2 separate regions of the Sus scrofa genome follow, and region 1 is linked to region 2. The links are chromatin contacts, called in public Hi-C maps. All regions are on one chromosome and are shown on one strand. The core of a region is the stretch at or near the end of the contact, and the rest is flanking DNA. Distances in the headings are between cores, read along the strand shown.

Region 1 (6,997 bases), core at 815-3,314, 150 kb after region 2:
ATTGAAGTCAGGGATGGAAACTGCGTCCTCATAGATGCTAGTCAGATTCATTTCTGCTGAGCCATGACAGGAACTCCTCCACAAAAGCTATTTCTTAAGATTTCTCCTATTATTTAGAGATATCCAACCCTTACCTTTAGCTTGGCTCTTAGTGAGGCAGAAGGCTTGGGTTCAACCAACACAATGCTCCCGACAGCTTAGAGTAAAAGAAATGCCGCCTGTCATATCAGCAAACAAAGGATGTTGTAGCCATTAAGCCATCATACTACAGCTGCGCCCCCCAACCCCCAGCCTTGGGGAACCTCTGGATAGAAAACAGGATACCTGCCAAGGAGCCCTCAGCCTCTGCAACCTCCCCCAAGGATGTGCCCTGAGGGGACTCAGAATGGGAAAGCTGAGGATACTGGCTTCAGACAGCTGAGATGCATATCAAAGGAATGATTGCAATGAGCCCAGACTCTTGCATTTTCCCATAGAGAGAAAAGCGCTAAATTCATTAACTTGAGATACCTGATTTTCTTTAATTAACTGTAATCTTTTGATATTCTGACTAGCTGGTCTTTGTGGCAAAAACACTTATGTATCTTCGCTTCTCCCTTTCCTCTTTGGAGCAGTCCCACAGAGCTAGAGGCTGCCTCCTGGGCTTAGGTTTTGTCCGCTGAATAAAACATAGTTCTCAAATTCTAGGTTGTACTTTTTTTTTTTTCAGTTGACACAAACCTGTAGAAACTTGTCCCTTGGGGGTCTTTCCTCCTCTCACTGGCTTTTCATAGTTGTTCTAACAGACAGGTCCCTATATTATATCCTCCTATATTTTATACATAATCTAAATGAAATAGAAAAGACAATAAATAAATAAAGTAAATAAATATTTATAAAGACAAATAAATAAATAAAAAGGGATTTCCCATCGTGGCTCAGTGGTTAATGAACCTGACTAACATCCATGAGGATTCGGGTTCGATCCCTGGCATTTCTCAGTGGGTTAAAGGACCGGCGTTGCCTTGAGCTGTGGTGTAGGTTGCAGACGAGGCTTGGATCCCGAGTTGCTGTGCCTCTGGCATAGGCTGGCAGCTACAGCTACAGACCCCTAGCCTGGGAACTTCCATATGCTGCAGGTTCAACCCTCAAAAGACAAAAAGCCAAAAAAAAAGAAATAGAATAGATTGTCTATTGTGTAATTGTCCCAGTAGTCCACTGGAGTTGATACAAATGAGAAAGCCAAGGCCCAGGGAAATTAACTCTGTCCAAAGCTGTACAAATAAAACATGGCAGAGCTAGATTTGAAAGTCAGATCTGAGTCCAACAACCTCTATTCACAAACTGATCTCTCAGTTGATACCACTGCTTTCACTCCATTATCTGTGGACAGAGTACTTCTTGAACTTAGCACCATGTGGCTATGGGTGTTCTGGGTCTTACCTAAAATGATACCAACTGAAAAAAATAAAATGATACCAACTGAAAATTAAAAAAATTATTTGTGTCATGCATAAAACATGACAATATGGAAGTACACCAATACGATGCTATAGATGGATGAGGACTTGTAGCTGGAAAATTATCTAATCCAATTTGGAAAAAAGTTGCAAATTGTTTTGTTGCATTTTATAGTTAGTTTTAGAAATGCTTTCAAGTGCCCTAGTTCAAGTTGATCTTGCATCTTGCAGTAACACTGTGACGTTGGTAAGTCAAATGTTGCCATTGTCATTTTTGCAGCTGACGTCCACATCTATGTAGAGAAACTTGCCTAACGTCCTAACAACTCGGAAATGTAATCTGGATCTCAAACCTCCAGTTGTGTACTCCAATTCCAGAACTTTCATGTACTCATGTACTCATTCTCCCCCTCCCCCATTTATCATATTTTTATATATTTTCTACTATTCCTTGGGACCTTACCGAGCACTGTGAAAATAAAAACTGAGCACGATCCAACCTCATCTTTGAAACAGCAGGCATCCTGGAGGGAAGAACAACCGGTGATGATATTGGCACAGGACCCAGTGCTGGATGTTCAGAGGGCAACTTGGGCATCAAGGTGGAATAACCAGTTCTGCGGAGAGAGATAGGAAAGTGCCACAGAGCTGGTGGCATTTCAGTGGGCCAGTGGATGTGTTTGGGCAAAGGAGGTGATGAACATTTAAATAAAAGAACATCCATAAAGGAACTGGCATTTGGTGGCCGGCACAAAGGCCATGTGTTAGAAGCTCGAGGGCACTCAGGAAGATGTAGGAGATGAGAACAGCAGTGGACAATGAGGCCTGATTTGAGGTGGGTCATAGGCACCACACTCAAGCGTCTAGAATTTATCCTGTAAATCTGTATTTCTCAACTGAGCTTGGCCAAATATTAGAGGCCTGTGGACCTGTTCTCGGAAATCCATGAGCACTTTTTGGTTTTTAACATTGGTGATATTTAAAAATAAAATATCACAGGTCTGTTCTGGATCATTTGGAGAGCTCACGTGGATGGACTTGACTCAGATCACACTCACTAGAACTTGTGCCACTGACCTTTTGGGTGGCGGATAGCTTTCAGGTCAAAGTACATCAGAAGGAGGTCATGAAAGTTTCATAGGAGTTTGGATGGAGAACAGGTGAATGAAGGCCAAGTCTTCACACCAAACCAGGGAGTATCAACTTGTCAACATCAAAGGAATGTGGACTCTGTTTGTCAAAACCATAGTCACATTGGGAATGGATGTTCTTTGCACGGCCTGTCCTATTACCTGTTGTGTCATAACAATTTATTTGCAGTAAATGTTGGAGTAACTATTGGAAAGTTTTTCTGTTCTCCTTGCAGAATTATTTCTACTAGAAATCTAACATATATTTACGTAATAGAAAAATGACTGTTGTATTTTCAAGTGAACAAGACAATGTGACTAATTTATGCAGAGACATTTGATCAAAAGTGACTTTTGAGCCTTGCTGGCATTTTTTGGTTAGCTGTAAGATTATGCTGAACTAATAAACAAAATCAAGATGCTTATTACTCTTTAATATATTTAAATGTGGATTTAAAAATGATAAATAAATAGACAATTGAACACAAGACTATGTTTCTCTCCCTATCATCAGTCAGTTACAATAATTCATATTATTACAACATCATTCATATTAAATATACAATTTTACCGTGATGTTAATTTTATAGTTTTATTTGTACTAATATGAAGTTGGGTTTGTTTTATAGTTAAATAAGAGTATAAGAATAGTGTTCTTACACATAATTTTTTGTTGGCACATATTTCAATACAAAAAATAAGAATAATAGAAATAGTGATATGATTGGAGGAGTTCCTGCTGTGGTGCAGTGGCCTAGGGATTGAATATTGCTGCAGCTATGGCTTAGGTTGCAGCTGCAACTTTGATTTGATCCGTGGCCCGGGAACTTCAATGTGCCTTGGATGAAAAAAGAAAAAAAATTATCTGATATGATCTGAGACAATGCTAAAGATGCAAGGTCATTATTTTTTCTTTAAAAGGGGGTATAACTATTTCTAAGATTTAGAAGCAAGTGAGAGTTATAATCAGAGGACTTTTAATGCATGATTATATTTTCGTCACAGATAGGACATTGATGACCACGTGGATAACGTGGAAGGAGGAAAGCTGGAAGGTGGAATACTAGCCGAGAAGCTGATACAGCAGTGGGGTGGGGAGAAGAGATGGCATTATTCGCCATTTCTGCAACAGAATAAAACACATTCGTGCCTGGGTGGGTATGAAGGGTGTTGCTGCGATGAAGATGGTCCAGAGGGTGGAGATTTTAAGCTTGTGCCATTCTAGATAAGAATAAATCTCATTAATAATAAAAACTACAGGGATCGAGAATCCAAAATCCAGCACACGCTGGCTAAAATTTACCAGGATTTGTTTTGTACATCTGCTAATCCTGTTTTTCAGTAAGATGTAGATTACACACACACACACTCACACACCAAGCACATCCTAGCCGAGAAGGCAGGGAGAAAAACAACTGATGAGAGGCAAATTGGGTGAAGATGAATTCCTTTCAGCTCTAATATTCCATATATGATTCTGTGGTGTTGAAATAGTATTATGAAAAGTGGGTTTTTTTTGGTTGGTTTTTTGTTTCTTGCTTTTGATCATTTGCATGAAGAACACGATATATTTTCTCTCAGGTCTTTTCTCATATTAGTACTTTCAAAACTTTCAGGCCAAAGTTGGCCATAGGATAGTTCTGGTTCCAGGTAAGATGGAAGAAGCTCATGTCACTCCTTCTTTCCCACTGGATGAAACCAAAACACTGGACAGGATGCACAGAGCAGCGATCTGAAGATTCTGGAGAGCAAATAGTAGCAGGCACACTGGGGAAGGGAACCAAATAGTTCTCAGTGTGATTGATTTGGTGGTGAGTTTCTTTCTTTGCTTTTTTTTTTTTTAAACTGATTTTTTTCGTTATAGCTGGTTTACACTATTCTGTCAATTTTCTACTGTACAGCAAGGTGGCCCAGTCACACATACATGTATACATTCTTTTTTCTCACATTATCCACCATCATGCTCCATTTTAAGTGACTAGATATGGTTCCCAGTGCTATACAGCAGGATCTCATTGCTCATTCATTCCAAAGGCAATAGTTTGCATCTACTCCCAGTCTGCCCTACTCTCTTCCCCTTGGCAACCACAAGTCTGTTCTCCAAGTCCATAATTTTCTTTTCTCAGGAAATTTTCATTTGTGCCATATATTAGATTCCAGATTTAAGAGATACCATATAGTATTTGTCTTTCCCTTTCTGCCTTACTTCATTTAGTCTGAGAGTATCTAGTTCCATCCATGTTGCTGCAAATGACATTATTTTGTTCTTTTATATGGCTGAGTAATATTCCATTGTGTATATATACCACCTCTTAATCCATTCATCTGTTGATGGATATTTAGGTTGTTTCCACATCTTGGCTATTGTGAACAGTGCTGCAATGAACATATGGGTACATGTGTATTTTTCAAGGAAAGTTTGGTCCAGATATATGCCCAGGAGTTGGATTACTGGATCATATGGTAGTTCTATATTCAGTTTTCTGAGGTACCTCTATATTGTTTTCCATAGTGGTTGTACCAATTTACATACCTACCAACAGTGTAGGAGGGTTCCCTTTTCTCCACACCTTCTCCGGCATTTGTTATTTGTGGACTTATTAATGATAGCCATTCTGACTGTGTGAGGTGATATCTCATAGTAGTTTTGGTTTGCATTTAGCTAATAATCAGGGATGTTGAGCATTTTTTCATGTGCTTGTTGGCCCTGTGTATATCTTCTTTGGAGAAATGTCTATTCAGGTCTTTTGCCCATTTTTCAATTGTGTTGTTGGCTTTCTTGCTATTGGGTTGTATAAGTTGTTTGTGTATTTTAGAGATTAAGGCCTTGTCAGTTGCATTGTTTTAAACTATTTTCTCCCATTCTGTAAGTTGCTTTTTTTTTTTTTTTTTAAATATGGTTTCCTTTGGTGTGCAAAAGCTTGTCAGTTTGATTAGGTCCCATTGGTTTATTTTTGCTTTTATTTCTGTTGCCTTGGGAGACTGACCTGAGAAAACATTTGTAAGATTGATGTCAGAGAATATTTTGCCTAAGTTCTCTTCTAGGAGTTTAATGGTGTCTTGTATTATGTTTAAGTCTTTAAGTCATTTTGACATTTTGAGTTTATTTTTGTGCATGGTGTGAGAGTGTGTTCCTATTTCATTGATTTACATTCAGCTGTCCAGTTTTCCAAGTATAACTTGCTGAAAAGGCTCTCTTTTTCCCATTTTATATTCTTGCCTCCTTTGTTGAAGATTAATTGACCATAAGTCTCTGGGTTTATTTCTAAGTTCTCTATTCTGTTCCATTGGTCCGTATGTCTATTTTGGTACCAGTACCATACTGTTTTGATTACTGTGGCTTTGTAACACTGCCTGAAGTCTGGGAGACTTATGCCTCCTGGTTGGTTTTTGTTTCTCAGGATTGCTTTGGAAATTCTGGGTCTTTTGTGGTTCCATGTACATTTTTGGATTGTTTATTTTAGTTCTGAGAAAAATGTCATGGGTAATTTGATAGGGATTGTACTGAATCTGTAAATTTCTTTGGGTAGTATGGCCATTTTTATGATATTAATTTTTCCAACCCAGGAGCATGGAATATCTTTCCATTTCTTTGAATCCTCTTTAATTTCCTTGATAAACGTTTTATAGTTCTCAGCATATAAGTCTTTCACCTCCTTGGTCAGGTTTATTCTCAGGTATTTAATTTTGGGGGCAGAGATTTTAAAATGTATTGCATTTTTGTATTCCTTTTCTAATATTTCTTTGTTAGTATGTAGAAATGTACCCAATTTCTAAATGTTAATCTTGTCTCCTGCTACTTTGCTGAATTCGTTGATAGGTTGGAGTTGTTTTTGTGTTAAGTCCTTAGGGTTTTTTTTTTTTTTCCTCTTTGATATATACCAATCTAGACTTCAAGGCAACATGGATCCTGGAATGGTGCTCCAGGCAAGGACAGACAGAGCTCCAAGGTAAGACTATCATTTTTGTCTGAATTGTTGAAAGGAACAAAGAGAGGAAGAACCTCATCCCCTAGTGGGTCCCACCCCTGTGCCTGAAGCCCCATGGAAACCATGCAGCAGGGTCTGGGGTGGCATCCAAAACTCTGAGGAAGGAGCTATTTCCCTCTTCAGGAAAAGTATCTGGAGGGTATGAGCAAAACTTTCATTATGTTTTTTTTTTTTTTTTTCTATCCTTCTGTAGACAGACAGTTGGAGTAAGTGCATAGAAGACAGAAAACAAAAGCCCTGGCATTCTAGCCGAAGAGCCAGGAGGGCAGACCCCTAGGAGTCAGTCTGTGGGTGAAAATGAGAGAGAGGAGCTCAAGATAGGGATGCCACAACTCGTATATAAATTCTTGGCCTTACTCACAAGCTGAGCATGTGTGGAACTGACCCAGAATAGCATGCTAAAGGTTTTAAAAACTATAGACAACCCCCAGGATTCAAA
Region 2 (6,100 bases), core at 3,443-5,942:
GTAGGTTCCTGGTCCCCATCCCAGGCTAACCTGAGAGGGCCAGCCACCCGGGGGCCCGGTGGGTAAGGAGGAGGTGTCCCGCCAGGAGAGGGGCCCTCTACCATGAGCCTAGGCTTCCACACAGTGTGCACTTTGCCACACATCTGTGCAGTGGCACTTCCTCCCTGGCCCCCGTGTCTCCTGGTTTTGGGACCGGAGCCTCAGTCCTGGGCCTTTGGGTGATGCCAGGCTGTATGTGGTCGTTACTGGCATCCGAGGGAATGCTGGTCATGTGAATAGTCCCTTGTAGCTGCCTTTCCCCCTCTAAATATCTGTAAATATTAACATCTTTGTAATGTTGGGGAATATTCATCTTAACTGGATGAATAAGAATCACACAATTACAGCACTGGGGGCAGGTGGTCCCCAACATAACAGGACCCGTAGATCCTTCTCTTTTCCTTTCAAAATAAGCAGGATATCGAATCTAGAACTCACAGGGAAGGTTCATTACCAACCCCGCAGAAGTGCTGGCAGTAAGGGAATGAGATTCGATTTCTCTGAGTTGCTGTTGGCCACATGCCACCCAACATGGCAGCCTTCAACCTGGGCACCTGATGGCTCTGCATCATGGCTGGGGGGTGGCGCCCTCGGTCTCTGCCCTCCAGAAGGGACTGGGACACAGTTAACGTGCCAGAATCTTGCAGCGCAAGTGAGAAGCTGCCAGGCTGGGCAGCCAGTGCCTTGGGGATTTTTTTTTTTTTTTTTGTCTATACTTTGCAAAGAAGACTCTTATAATGTGGAGGTTTCTTTGTTGTTGTTATTTTGTTTGTTTGTTTTTAGTGCCACAGCCATGGCACATGGAAATTCCCAATGCTACAGCTGCTGGCCTACACCATAGCCACTGCAAAGTGGGGTCTGAGCCACGTCTGTGACCTACAGCACAGCTCATGGCAATGCCAGATCCCCGACCCACTGAGTGAGACCAGGGATCGAACCTGCATCCTCATGGATACTAGTCGGATTCATTTCCTGCTGTGCCATAGCAGGAACTTCCCTGGCTTGGGGACTTACTGAGATCTCAGGATGTCTCCCCAGCAGGTTCTTGTCCAGTGCCTTGAAAGGCCCCCAGGAATCTGAGAATGAGAATGTCTAGTGTGGGTCTCAGACACTCTGGACTCCTTGTTTGTTCAGAATGGGCGCTCTGGTTTATAAGTAACAGCCTTAGCATTTGCTTGTAAAGCCTTTACGGAGCCAAGCATGGAAACCACACAGAGTGTGCAGAGTTTCAAAGGCCCCAACTCAACGGAGGCTTCACAGTGCTCTTGGTTGTTCCCCTGAGCTTACCTGGCTGACATCCATCGTGTCATATACTTAGCAGCAGCTCATAGCAAGGGACATTTTTTTCTGTTTTATAAAATGTGGAATGTTTTCTGTTAAAGCCTTTCAGGACTGGCAGGCAGGACACCAGCAAAGCTTGAGAATTTAGTCCATGTTGATCCTGTGTGATGCTTCACTAAAGAAGGTTTTTTGTAAACTTCTGCCTCAGTAAGGGCTGGGGGAAGGTGGGGGGGGGTGGGTGGGTTCAAGGGCCAGGGCTTATCAGAGATCATAAGCAGTAAAATGCTTGAAAAATACTCTGCATGAAGGACACAACATAAGTCCCATCCCCGGGGAAACATGCTTCCTGGAGGAGATTCCTGGGGTGCTCTTGGGATTAATACGGCAGAAGGGAGCAGGGGCCAAGAGGGATGTGGGAGACTCAATGCAAGCCCACTAAGGCCACAGCTGAGCCCTCCTGACAAGGGGGATCAGGCTGCCTGGGAAGAGGCAGGACAGCTTGCTTCAGTGGGGGCAGCCCTGTGGGCAGCACTCCCAGTGGTGGGGCTTAAGTCCTTTATGCCATAAGGGCTCGTGCATGAGGAGCAGCGCTGAGCCCATTGCAAGGTGGGAAAACAGCAGGCTGCAGGTTGATGTGGGTGCATGTGGTTCAGGCAGGCCCACCTGTGCACCTGTGCTTTCCCCACATGCACCTGCGGCCTGTGGGCTCCCTCTCTCCAGCAGAAGCATTGAGCTGGGCGGCTGAGCTGGGCATCCCTGGCCTTAAGCACAGCCTGCAGTCAATGGGAGCACGGTGTTAGTGGATACTTCCGGACTCCTGCATGAATAACTCGGAGGTGGCATCTATGTGATCCCCCAGAGTTCCCAGCAGAATGACGTCTAGCTGCCCGCAATGTGACTTGCTGGACAACATGTCCCTCACTGGCTTCCTCCCTTCCTGCCTCACCTGCCCATCCCCTCTTATGCCTTCAGGTAAGCTCGGCTGATGGAGGATCCATGCAAAGATTTTGCTCTGAGGCCAGCCCAGGGCTCCCTGGGGCTTGGAGGGATCTAGTCTTTATGCGCAGTGTCTTTAAGGACCACTGTCAGGAAGGTTCTGGGATTTTCATCAGTGCCAAGCATTTCAGGGTCCAAGCCATGGCCTGTATCCCTTCTCAGTGCCATCAGAGGTGCTGACCGGCATGTCCAGAGAAGTTCTGAAGGCTGGTCATGGCTGGGATGCTGATGTTGGCCATTCTCTGTCCAGAGGCTCTTCTGAGGACAAACAAGGGTGATCGTTTAACCATCTCACTCGCCATCAACTTATAGACTTGGGTCTGTGCTCGGCCTGAACTGTCCTCCCACTAGCTGTGCTCTCTTACTGGAGTGGGAACAGACTGCTCAGAGATGTGTGGTGCTCCCCGAACACTCGGCCAAGGGTCCATGCAGATTTTCTCTGACTCATCAACTTGGAGAAACCCAGCAGGCCTGCCCCGCTTCCTGGGCTCCTCCTGTATTTATTATTTATTTATGTTTATTAGGGCCGTACCTGAGGCATCTGGAAGTTTCCAGGCTAGGGGTCCAATAAGAGCTACTGTGGCCTATGTCACAGTCACTGAAACACCAGACCCTTAACCCACTGAGCCAGGCCAGGGATTGAATCTGTATCCTCAAGGATACCAGTTGGGTTTGTTTCTGCTGAGCCACAACAGGAACTCCCTGGGAGTCCTTCTTTAAAATCAACAACGAATTCATCTCTGATGACCTTAGATACCAATTGGCATTGGTTTTACTTTTTTTGGCCATACACGTGGCCTATGGAAGTTCCTGTGCCAAGGATCAAATCCACCTGAGACCTGTGCCACAGCTGTGGTAATACCAGATCCTTAACCCACTGCGCTGGGCAGGGATCAAAACCATATCTCCACAGCAACCTGAGCCACTGCAGTTGGATTCTTAACCCATTGCACCACGGTGGGAACACCTTGGTGTAGATTTTAGAACAAGAATGAAAGAAATACAAACATCAGGACGCTGATAGATTCCTTCCAAGTTCCCGCAGTTTTCAGCCAGCACTCATTGTTTTATGGGGGTCCAATCCCTCCTTGAAGCTGGCAAAGTCATGCTGGACTTTCTGCCAGTGACTTTGCCAGTGTTGAATCCCCACGGTCTTTCATCACTGCATGACACATGCAAAACCCTCCCTGCGCCCAGGGCTGGGGGCCCACATACCCTGGGGAGAGGACCTCATTTTGGAGGCTGAGGAGGGCTCCTGGCTCCCTGGGTAGAGACCTGGTCACGTGGGCAGCCTCAGGGCTCGTGGCATCAGTGGGCTTTTTGGAGGTAGGGGCCGTCTTCTCCTTCTGGTCAGCTAGCTATCTGGCTGCTAGTTTTCCACTGATTAGCTCCCTTTATCTAAGTAAATCCATGAGACTGATTTTTTTTTGTTTGTTTGTTTTTTAGGGCCGCACCTGCAGCATATGGAGATTCCCATGCCAGGGGTCTAATCGGAGCTACAGCTGCGAGCCTACACCACAGCCACAGCAACGACAGATCTGAGCCTCGCCTGCTGGCTACACCACAGATCACAGCAACGCTGGATCATTAACCCACTGAGTGAGTTCAGGGATGGAACCCACAACCTCATGGTTCCTAGTCGGATTTGTTTCTGCTGCACCACAGTGGGAACTCTGAGACAGATTTTTGTTTTAATCCTCAGATTGTACCAGATCCCATTCATTAAGGGAAATGAGGGCCTTTTCCCCAGCATTTAAAAATACCTTAAAAATACTTTCCTTGAGGAGTTCCCACTGTGGCACAATAGGATTGGCATTGTCTTTGGAGCGCTGGGACACAGGTTCGATCCCCAGCCTGGCACAGTGGGTTAAAAGGAGCCAATATTATTGCATCTGTGGCTCAGGTCAGACCCGATCCCAGGCTTATAAATGCTGTATACCGTGGGGTGGCCACAAAAAAAAAAAAAAGCGCCCCAAACTTTACCCGAGCACTAAGAAACTTGAAGCCAGTTCTGCGTTTGCAGATATTACTCGCTCTCTTTTTTGGGCTCTGCTGTACCTTGTGGCTGACCCCTGTCTTAAGTGGATAGGGGCCTCCAGGGCCTATGTCACCAGATGGCTGGGAGGCCCCTGAGACCGCCAGGGCTTCCTCCCCTTCCTCTGAGTGAGGAGCCTGGCCATCAGGGATGGTCTGTTTGGGTGGATATCAGTGCTTTTGCTGTTGTGACACAGGGTCTGTGGCCTCTGTTGTACTGTGGCCTCAGTACAAGGAGAGGCCTTGGAAGTTGAGCCATTTGTCCTACAGGACACTGTGGGCTAATCCTCAAGCCATCAGCAGCATGGCTAAGTAAACATGAACCTGAACACACCACCTGTGTGCTGTTCTGAAAGTGCCAAGCCACTCCGCTCTGGATCCCAAGGGGACCCGGTTGTGACCATGCCCTGACCCAGAGCCCTGAGTCGGCCTTGTCCTCTCCCAGCTCAGCCGTCACGTGGAGCCTCTCTCTCCATGTGCACCTGCCGACACAGGCCCCTGCAGCCCTTGGCCCTGGTCTGTCGCTGCCTCTGTCCTCTCTCAGGTCACTCAGGAGGGCTGAACTAGATTGCAATCGCACCTCTGCTAAGCTGGAAACCTCACAGGGTAGAGGACAAGACTCAGCACCCACGCAGTTTAAACATCTGCTCCTGCGTTCCAAGCATGTTTGCTTTGGTGCTGTTGCGGGGACAAGCAGTCCCCAGTTTTCCGCTTCTGCCCCTCCCTATTGCAGGCTGGGGCTTCTTGCATTTTGTGCTTCATAGTCCCCACATTCAGGCGCGGCTTCCCTTTGTGTCCCCTCATCCCGTGGCCAGTACTTTGCTGTCTGAGCCTAAGCCACCCTTGGGTGACCCACAGAAACCTGCCTGGGGCTGCTGTGACGTCAGAGCACCTGAGCTGAGGGCCGGCCTCCAGGGGCTGATTGATGCTCCTCCCTCTGCTCCGCCCCCACCCCTGGCCCCAGCCCACTGAGCCAGATCCCATGGAGCCTTCCCCTCCTGGCTCACATCTCAGGTTCTCAGCAACTCCAGCTCCCATGAGACTGGCTGCTTGTCCTGGGCCCTCTGCCTCCTCTTTTCCTGGCAGCTTGTCGCTATCCACATTCCGTGGCACCTGCTGCTTCCTTCCTGAAAGAGACGGTTCTCTTTCTTGCTGCACCCCCCTCCATTAGAAGGCAGACCCTGAGGGCAGGATCTTGTCTTGTTCAGAACAAGGGTCGTGTCTGGGGCAAATGTCTGGTGATCGAATCAAATGCGAGTTGAAGCTGCAGGAGCCTGGCTCACCTTGCCCAGCATTTCATCCTCAAGCTGTGAAGCCCAGGCCCCAAGAGCCCACTGATTTGCCAGAGATGACATTGTGGTCCTGGCAGAGGTGGGCTGAGGGGCTGGGGGGCACACAGGGAGCAGGTTCTCGAGCCAGGCCTCCATCATCAGCCTGGAGCAAGCTATGCCACTTCTCTGTGCCTCAGTTTTCCCATCTGCACTCTGGGGATATAAGAGCAGGTGTAGGAGTTCCCGTCGTGGCACAGCGGAAACCAATCCGATTAGGAACCATGAGGTTGTGGGTTCAATCCCTGGCCTCATTCACTGGGTTAAGGATCTGGTGTTGCCATGAGCTGTGGTGTAGGTTGAAGATGCTGCTCAGATCTGGTGTTGCTGTGGCTGTGGCGTAGACCAGCAGCTGTAGCTCCAATTAGACCCCTAGCTTGGGAACCTCCATATGCTGCAGGTGCGGGCCTAAAAAGCAAAAA

What was found. Hi-C and Micro-C count contacts between places; a contact is called where the count stands out from the background.
Region 1: a contact with region 2 is called in a Hi-C map of liver, with 9 times the contacts expected there. The contact joins two enhancer-like sites. A contact is called at or near these places in 2 of 47 Hi-C or Micro-C datasets (both in liver) and 1 of 2 datasets of contacts at active chromatin or transcription factors (skeletal muscle).

What each region holds. Positions count from the first base shown.
Region 1 is chr14:1,342,952-1,349,948 of Sscrofa11.1, forward strand. No RefSeq gene overlaps it. Among named protein-coding and RNA genes, the nearest start is that of GADD45G, 180 kb to the left of the region's middle. Within about 2 kb of position 2,065, at least 1 of the 83 cell types and tissues checked has an H3K27ac peak or open chromatin away from gene starts, as enhancers often do. A contact at or near this core is called in liver, where this site is marked.
Region 2 is chr14:1,190,854-1,196,953 of Sscrofa11.1, forward strand. No RefSeq gene overlaps it. Among named protein-coding and RNA genes, the nearest start is that of GADD45G, 28 kb to the left of the region's middle. Within about 2 kb of position 4,693, at least 3 of the 83 cell types and tissues checked have an H3K27ac peak or open chromatin away from gene starts, as enhancers often do. A contact at or near this core is called in liver, where this site is marked.